Regions from separate parts of the Gossypium arboreum genome. Here regions 1 and 3 are each linked to region 2. Evidence: chromatin contacts called from public Hi-C data. All regions are on one chromosome and are shown on one strand. The core of a region is the stretch at or near the end of the contact, and the rest is flanking DNA. Distances in the headings are between cores, read along the strand shown.

Region 1 (3,265 bases), core at 118-2,617, 110 kb before region 2:
AAATCAACCCCTATTGGTACATATGGGCTACAATCTGGTGCTGGGGACTTCTGTTTATCTCTGCAAAATCGTATCAAGTTTCAACATTTTGATGAGATAATGTATGAGAAAGCATTGCATTAACATTTGTGGTGGATAAACTAAAATGGCTTGCCTAAAGAAATTCAGTCCGCGAAGCTTGAAAACTGAAGGTGAAATCTCTGACCACGTTCCTGGTGTCGCCTTCTCTCCTGAACAAGGGATTTGAACTCCAGCTCGGGGACGGTAAACGTACCGCTCGGCTCCACCTGTTGGGTTTCATTGTTCAGGCCTTCAAAGTTTGTAACATTCATAAAATGTTTCATATCTACATAACATGATGCAGTTCCAACTGGGATGAGAAAGGAGTGAAATTACCTCCGTATACGCTATGGCAATCCTCGTCCGACTCGGACTCCATAATACTAACCGAATCGAACCATACTTCATCTTGGCATTTCCCTGCAACATAATATCATTGCTACTATTAAAATAACATATGTGCCAATGGGATGATGGGATAGGAGAGTACCATTGGAAGAAAGTTGACTGTGGTTATATTGTAGCTGTGTTACATGAAATGTTTTGTTAGACATCTCGGACCCGTTCTCGTAGTCTACGTGAACGTATTCACTAACGGTGATATCGGTCATGCTGGCATCGCTCATATTCCTACGTACTTCAGGTATGGGAGGGGGAATCTTTCCCGATATCTTTCCGTGACGCTTCCCGAAACTGAAGTGTCGTTTATGTGGTCTAGGTATTGCCATTTGACCGTATACCGAGGCGCAACCACCCATATTGCCGGGGATCTCTTTATCAAGGCTGCTACCGGTGCAAGAAGGACCAGGCTTAAAGCTGAAATGCTCCGAGGATCAGGCTTCATCAAACTGAAATCAAAACATACGTATGATACATCCATACATGAAAAAAATGTTAAAAAAAAAAAGAGAGGATAAAAGGTAAGAACCTGAGGAGAGAAAGGTTAAAATCCCGGCATGGACGAAGAACATAACAGTTTCTTCTTCACTTCGGAACTTTAAAACCCCTTCTCTCTCTGTGTGTGTCTCTGTTCCTCTCTCTGTCTCTCTTTCTCCCTGCTTATGTCTCTGTCTTTGGTCTCTGTTTTTTTTTTTTTGGGGGGGGGGTAAATTGGGACCAGAGATAAGAAAAAAAAAAAACTCAAGAAATACTCGAGAAACAGAGAGTGGAAAGGAAGACAAATGGAGGAGATAAAATTGAAAGGATCTGAGACAGACCCTCCGTTATAAGCGGGTCCTTAATTTGCAAATGTCCCCTTTTTAAATCCCCCCCTCTTGTCCTGTTTCTGTTTTCTGCTTCTTTCATTCAATTACTGTCTGATTTCTTCTTTTACTATTTTTATTTTTAATTTTTTGTTTTCTCGCCCGAGATTTCGCGGGCTTTACCGCTTTTGTCTTAATCCTACGTGGCATTATCAATTATTATCCTAAAGAAAAGGAGTTAGTAATTATAATGATTTTTGGGTTAATTTTGTCAAACATCACAAATCATCACACATATTTTAAATCAGTCCCTAAACTTCAAATAGCTATAATTCAATTTTCAAAGCATCAATTTTGTATCAATTAGGTTCTTTTGCCAATCTGACCATCGATTTAAGCATTAAAATGTCAATTTAAGTCTAACGTAGAGTGTATTAAAATGTCAATTACCTACCACATGAATAACTTATATTTGACATCTTGAAAAAGCAAAATGTTAATAAAATTTGTGATGGTTTTTTTCTTTTCTTTTTTTAAATATGTCGGATTCAAATTATCCATGAAGTAAGTACATGCATGATTATAATTTAATCTACAAGTTTTAAATATGCTCCACATTCGCAAGGGCAAAAGGAAAGGGGTAGACAATTGCCATGGCCCCAAAAATAAAAAAAATTATCTATATAACCTTTCAATTTTTAGGAAATAAAAAATTAGTACAATGATCAAATTGCATGTTGCCTCCCTAAATTTTTTATTTATTTCTGCACAAAAAAAATTTTCTGACTTCATCCCTGGACATTAGATTTGAGCTAAGATTAAACTAGACCTAATCATGGGTTGGGCCAGTGCAAAATTTTAGGCCTATTTTTTAAGCCCGACCTGAAAATGGGTCTAAAATTCTGTCCAAGCATGATCCAGATTAAAAATGCTAAACTTGAGCTCGATCGAGCCTGCCTGTATTAAATATTTTTTATACAAAAACAAATTTAAAAAATATAATACATCAAATACACAAAAAAACATTAAAATAAATGTTTCTCAACAATTTGAAAATACATTAAAAAATGTCATTATACTTCAATAAGACTAAGATAGTTGCAACTTAGCAAGCAATTTGTAACACCTTTATCGACCCAATTGCTGAATTCGGGTATGGAGTTCACAACTTAACCGGATTTCCTGGCCACATATTTTTTAGACTTAATAGTCTTAAAGGAGGAGTTAAAAAACTTATTACAATCGAACCCTTAAATTTAATAAAGTCGCTAACTCCGAAAATGTTGGACTCTAAGGCAGCTATTTAATTACAATGTATTTGATTTTGAGGCTAAGCCTCTAAAGGTACCTCTTTCCTATGTGCATGACACCCTTGACGGTGATCATTGATCTAACACAGCCTGGTTTAGTCCCTATTTGATTCCTTATCCCGCGAGTTTTGCAATAACAAGTCAAAACCCTTGTAAGTTCAAATGAACTTAGTGAGTTTCTTTGCTGCATTAAACGAAAATAGACCCCATCTTGCACGGGTTCAAGTAAAAAAGAACTAAACACACACTACTTCTTGTCTCGTTTAGACGATCCATTTTCATCTAGAGTGTCAGACTCTTGCTCGCCTTTCGCCTTTCTTCAATAGCAGAATGATCGCTAAGTGATCATTACTTGGTCTGCTTATGACCATTCAACTAATTCTAGTGAAACTTCACTTGACCTCACCCATCTCACCCGTTGTCCACCTTAAATCTGGCATATAAGCTGACATTCTACTCATAAGAATTACTAGAAAAGGGTTACGTCGTATTGACAATCTTAACCTTGTTTCATTTTTTCTACTTCCACCTCACTTTCGAGTTGCAATATTGTTTGGATTACTCCCTTGTAATCCGCCCTATTCATAAATCCCAACTTTTGACTATGAGAAAGATCCATCCACATTGGACCATTTTGATCTCTGGCATCCCACACACTGTCACCTAATCAACCATTCAAGCTTTCTATCTCTC
Region 2 (2,955 bases), core at 92-2,591:
TATTTACTTTTTAAAATTTAAATTTTCAGTCATTACCAAACAATAACTATTAAGTTCATTTAGTTAAGTTCTACTATTTCCAAAATCAAATGTGAGAAACATTTTTTATATGTGTAATGTCATGTTAACTTATCATTTTCACATATTATTTACTAAAAATTTAGTTAGTGGTTTAATAACTATCATTTGTGTCACATTGAAATTTCATAGTTCAATTAGTATAAGGGATTAGAATGATCCAATTGGAGAATATGGATTAAATCTAGAATTGTACGTATAATACAAAATTAGTAATTAAATTTAACCAAAAGGATTTAACTATTACTATTAGGTCAGGACTAAAATTTCAAATTTTAAAAGTATAAAGATTAAATTTGACAAATTCAAAAATACAAAAGTTAAATTTAATCAAATTAAAGTATAAAACTAAATTTTAAAAAATACAATGATTAATAATAAAATTTAAGGAAAATTAAAATATGTAAAACAACTTAAATTTTACAATATTCCGAGGACAGCATCTTTTGACTACCAATTATTTCAATTTGAATCAGATAGTTCCAACATTGGTAGCCTCAACAGAAGTCCGCACTTCTATTTATGGACAAACTACGTAGATAGTCACTTGACTTTTAAAAACTTTCATTTTAGGCATTTCAAATAAAAAGGTTTATAATTTAAGCTCTCATATTACATAGATTGGTCATTTTAGTCACTCTTGTTAAAATTACAATCCATGAAGTTGAAGTGGCAGTTAAAAATTTTGAATAATAACAAATTTAGAAATCAAATTTTACATATTATATCAATTTAGTTATATTTTTAAAAAATTAACCCTTAAAATATACAAATAATTTCAATTTGATCCTAATTCTAAAAAATTCAAAGAAACATATAAATATATATATATTTTCAAAAATATATAAATTATAATTGACAATAAATAATACTATATAAAATAATTAATTTCAAAAAATATAATTTAAAATTTAAAATTTAAAAATCTAAAATTTATATTAATATTAATATTAAATAAATATAATTATTTTAATATATTTTTAAATTTTATATATTATTTTTTTAAATTTATATATATTCTTTGAAAATATTTATGTGTTTTTATATATTTATTTGAGAATACTTGAGTTAATTTTAAAAATATGACTAAATTAATAAATATGTAAAAATGAGAGTTATTATATTAATTTTTAAACTATCATGATAGTTTATAGTTTATAATTTTAAGAGGAGTGGCCAAACCTATGAATTCGTTGATATTTTTACTAATAAATTGTAGGTTTAAGAGGGTAGGCTGCGAGTAGTTTGAAGATCCATGACCCAAAAACTTTGGGTTTTTTCTTTTTTAAAAAAAATATGGGAAAGCATTAAATTCCATTTCTATTGTTTCAGTTCCGTACTGCAAATTCTGAATCATCTCCTCTACCTTGTTTTAAAAAATAGAATGTTAAGTCAAAGACGTAACAAGACTAATTTTGTAGGCCTTTGGGCCACATGCTCAGTGGACAGTTTAGGTTTGCCCACACAGGTCCAAACATTTTCTTCCAATCTACTCTCCACATCAACATAATTGTTTGAAGTCCGGTAAGAATTATGAGACTCAAATTTTGTATAATTTTATCCATATTTATGTTTTATTTTTAAATATTTATTACTTTTATTAAAATTTTAAATAATTGTTAGCATTTACATTGGAGTCTAGTTTATTAAATTTACATATAATATAAATTCTGAAAAAGATATTAAAATTAAAGTTTAAATCCATTCATATTTTAAACGCATCTATTTTTCTTTTATTTAAGTTCATTTTTCAAATTTATCCATACCTATGATTTTATCTTAGTCCAAACTCTTGAGCATTTCTTATAAATATATAATACATTATATATAAATTTTAGAGTTTTAGTATAAAAAAAGTTAAGTGGAAAATAAAATAAAATAAATCAATTAACACATCAATAAAATTTAACACCTAATTAAGTCTTTAAAATAAAAATTAATCGATTAAGCATATGCATTAACGTTGACTAAGTTTAGTTGTTCAGCTTTGCTGACGTGGTTGATAAACTAATAAGATGACAAGACATGGCAACCATGTGTACATCATGTTGATGTGGTATTTTCCCCACATCAACTAATACTTTTTAAAAAAATTAAAATTCTTAAAAATAAATAAGTTTTAAAATAATTATTTTAAAATAATTAAAATAATTAAAAAATTTTAAAAATTTGTAAAAATCACATTTGGAATGAACCAAGACAAGTGGTTGTCCAAAAACTTAGATAAATAGTTGTCCAGATTCAAATGCATTTAGACAACCACTTGTCAAGGTTCATTCCAAACATAGTTTTTAGTAATTTCTAAACACTTTATTAATTTTGTAACTTCTCATAATTATTAATAATTTTCCATAATTTTTATAATTTTTAGTAATTATCTAAAGAACCACATCCAAATGAACGTAGGTAAGTCGTTGCCTAGATTCCAACGCATCTAGACAAACATTTGTTCAGGTTCATACTAGATGTATTTTTAAAATAATTATTTTTAAAAGATTATTTATTTTTAGGATTTTTTTTTGAAAATATGAGTAAACTATAGCAATTGTCACTTAATTATTAGTAAATTTCTTATTTTATCACCCAACTATAAAAAGTTACAAGATATCGTTCAACTATTAGTAAATTTCTTTTTTGGTCACTCAACTATTTAAATTTGTCTTTTTTTTTATTACTAGCGGGCTAATGGTGACAACTTTTATAATTGTCATAATAGTAACTTTTTAACTCTCAACATTTGTTCTTGATTTTAAAAAATTCAACCTCAACATTTACACATTGTGTAATTTAGTTTGTTTTATGATTTTTATTTTCTTGCCATTCTTTCACCTAAAAACTAGAAAAACAAATTTATTAGCTATATTTGATTAGAAATAT
Region 3 (3,031 bases), core at 528-3,027, 92 kb after region 2:
TTATAGACTGTTTTTCGGACTTTAACTTTGGTTTTGGGATTTGTTAAATATTTTAGTTAGTTATTTTAAAAACCGGTATAATTTTTGATAATTTGAAATAAACGTATAATTTTTAAAGTTAAACAACTCTAAGAATTTTTTCGCTGCAAAATTTTAATCAGGATTATGTGTTTAACAAAGCAAGTAACTAAAGTGTGATGATTTTATAAAAACCAAGTTTTATAAGTATACGATTAAAAATTTCACCTAAACATTTTATAAATGACAATCTTCCTACCAAAAGTTGTGACGAGTTTTATAAAATCTACAATTTTCAGTTTTGGAATAAGATAAATTTTGAAAATATATGACTAAAGTTTCAATTTATTAATGTAACCTTCCAAAACCAACCATAACGTCTAGGTTAGGTTTGAGGTGTGACACTTTGCCTCAAACACTCTGCGAACCATTTGAGTCCTAAAGACCAAAAGGGGATGTGATTTTTTTTTTTAAAATCAGACACATGCCTGATATCTAACAATACGCCACCTTCAACCGAATTATATATAGAGAACAACGAATCATCACCATTGTGCTCAGCCACATTAGCTACTTCTGTAATTATTCGAAAGTGTTAGAAATAAAATTTGTGATCCCGTCGAACTTTTTCATATCGAAATTCATCATTGACTCTGATATCAATTTGTTGGGGACCGACCCGTATAAACAACGAGATAGTAAAGTGGAGAAGAACAAACACAAATATTTACATGGAAAACTCCTTCGAAGAAGATAAAACCATGAACGAAGGAGGCTTCGGCTTTTCAGTAAATGAGTAAACACACGAGAGTACAATATGGAGAAAATAAACCTAAATATATGAAATGTACAAAACCCAAACTTTGAAAACGAAACCCTAACTTGGGAACATAATTCACTCCATAGTTACCACAAAAAACTTTCTCAAATTCATATGCGACTACTTCTTGTCCCCTTAAAAGAAAAACCCTCTCTGATTGGCATGTCTAAATCAGGGTTACAAAGGCCACGACTTTCCTTATTGTGATGTCGCCGCTGCTCCTACATCAAGAGATCGTCGCCTCGTTTTTACGTCTTGACGACCTTCGTCGTGACGTCGTCCCTTGCCCGTCGCATTGTTGTAATGTCACATATCTCCTCGTCGTGACGTCGCACATGTATCTCCAATAAGTGCTTGCAAAACGTTCGATAAATGCGAGACATACGCCACAAATGTTGATAGTGAAGTGGTTTGATTTTATAAGAAAAATTAATAGGTTATATCATTAATTGATGTTAAAAATAAAAAAAATAGTTAAATAAGATACATGGTATTTTTAACATTGCTTGTAATAAAAACCTCAAACGAAATAATAATTTATAATACAAATTATCATAAAATATTTTAAACATGATTATAATGTGATGATATGCATTAAAATGATATGAAAACATGAAATGCACTAGGACAAAAATTATGGGAGGAATCTTATGCAAAAGTTTGAATTTTTTTTTTCACATCTAAAAGAAAGATAAAGGAAAATGAATATGATGATGGGTGAAAAAAAAAGAGAAAAGGGATAGGCTAAAGTCGAAAGAATGTAAGAAATGAAATACTTATGTCAAAATATTTTTTAAAATACTAAAATATATAATTATGCATACTTTTTTTTCTTGGCAAATTATGAATACTTCTAAGCTAAAATAATAATAATAATAATAATGTATAATTTAAGACTAAAAACGCTAACTGGGTCAAAATATTGATGGAAAATGCTGAAAAAGGAATTTTTAAGACAATTGTTGGTGAAGGCAATTACAAAAGATGAAACCGAACAACTGTCTATTTGCAGCGATGGGCCTGATGTTGTGACACTTTGAACATGATTAAATTAAACAAAGAAAATTAAACAAAAAATTAAAGTAAAAAAAAAAGTAAAAGTTGGGTTTTGAAGGTACATTATAGGCAATGGAAACGAAAGAATGAAAAAAAAAAAAAAAAAACCAGTTCTCTCGCATGTTGTTACTTAGAGACACAGTTTGAGAGTTTTGAGACAGATCTTATGGCCAAGCAAAATGCTTTATATAAGAAACAAATAAATACCCAAACCCCAGACTAGCCCTTCTTGTGTTTTTTTCTGTCTTTTCTCTTTCATTGCATGAGGCAGGGGCCATGATTGTGTGAACCAGACAAAGCTTTCCTTACTGTCCAAACCTATCTTCTTCAGCTACCTTGTTCTTTTTCTTTTACACTTTACATTTTTCTTGCCCTTTTTTTTATTAGACCCGTGAAGGTAAAAAAAAAAACAAAACAAAAAAAAAAAACAAAGGGTAATGCTTGGTTGGTGGTCTAGTGAAATGAGTGATCTTTATTTTCCCCGGAAAGTGAGGGAAAGTGTGAGAAACTAAGTATAGGAAAAATACCCAGCAGATTTTGACTTTCACTCTTTTCCATATTTTCCCCTTCTCTGTTCGTTTAACATTTTAAGAGGAAATGAGGAAGCATGGATGGCAGCTTCCTTATCATCCACTCCAGGTATTTTTTGTTTTTGGTTCTTTGTTACTATTTCCATTTTTATGTAAAATTGCTGAGCTTTTTTGTTGTTCCAATTCTGGGTAATTTAGCAAAGTTTTCGTTTTTTTTTTTTTACTTATTTTTGCAAAGGTGGTTGCTGTTGCTGTGTTCTTGGCACTTGGATTTGCATTCTATGTGTTCTTTGCTCCTTTTGTTGGGAAGAAGATGTTTCAATACATTGTGATTGGAATCTATACTCCTCTTGTAAGCCATTTCAACATTTTTCCTTTTATTTTATTTTTATTTTCTAGTAGGTGGAAGAATTGAGATCTATGTTTTCTTTGCCTGTTGGTCTCTCTGATTCATTTATTTTCCCTCTAATCTAAGGGTCCTTTCCTTTTTCTAAATCTGATTTTTTTTTCTTTTTTTTTTCTTTTGGTTGTTTTATCTTATGGAGTCTCTCAAGCATATCATCAACTTGTGACTTTAGCTGATAAGGGCAATTGTCTTTTAGCCATT

The links. A called contact is a pair of places that touch in the nucleus more often than the background predicts.
Region 1: a Hi-C map of leaf shows a contact between it and region 2, with 3 times the contacts expected there. The contact joins the promoter of LOC108462069 here to the enhancer-like site in region 2. A contact is called at or near these places in 2 of 5 Hi-C or Micro-C datasets (both in leaf).
Region 3: a Hi-C map of leaf shows a contact between it and region 2, with 2.2 times the contacts expected there. The contact joins the promoter of LOC108463963 here to the enhancer-like site in region 2. A contact is called at or near these places in 2 of 5 Hi-C or Micro-C datasets (both in leaf).

The regions. Positions count from the first base shown.
Region 1 is chr13:28,744,518-28,747,782 of ASM2569848v2, reverse strand. It overlaps LOC108462069, which reads right to left and starts at 1,367. Exons shown (of 9, transcript XM_017762068.2): 1 at 989-1,367; 2 at 551-908; 3 at 397-480; 4 at 155-287; 5 at 1-60. The coding sequence starts at 818.
Region 2 is chr13:28,632,252-28,635,206 of ASM2569848v2, reverse strand. No RefSeq gene overlaps it. Among protein-coding and RNA genes, the nearest start is that of LOC108463963, 92 kb to the right of the region's middle. Within about 2 kb of position 1,341, at least 2 of the 2 cell types and tissues checked have an H3K27ac peak or open chromatin away from gene starts, as enhancers often do. A contact at or near this core is called in leaf, where this site is marked.
Region 3 is chr13:28,540,591-28,543,621 of ASM2569848v2, reverse strand. LOC108463963 (probable protein S-acyltransferase 22) reads left to right here and starts at 1,777. Exons shown (of 9, transcript XM_017763995.2): 1 at 1,777-2,533; 2 at 2,663-2,776. The coding sequence starts at 2,492.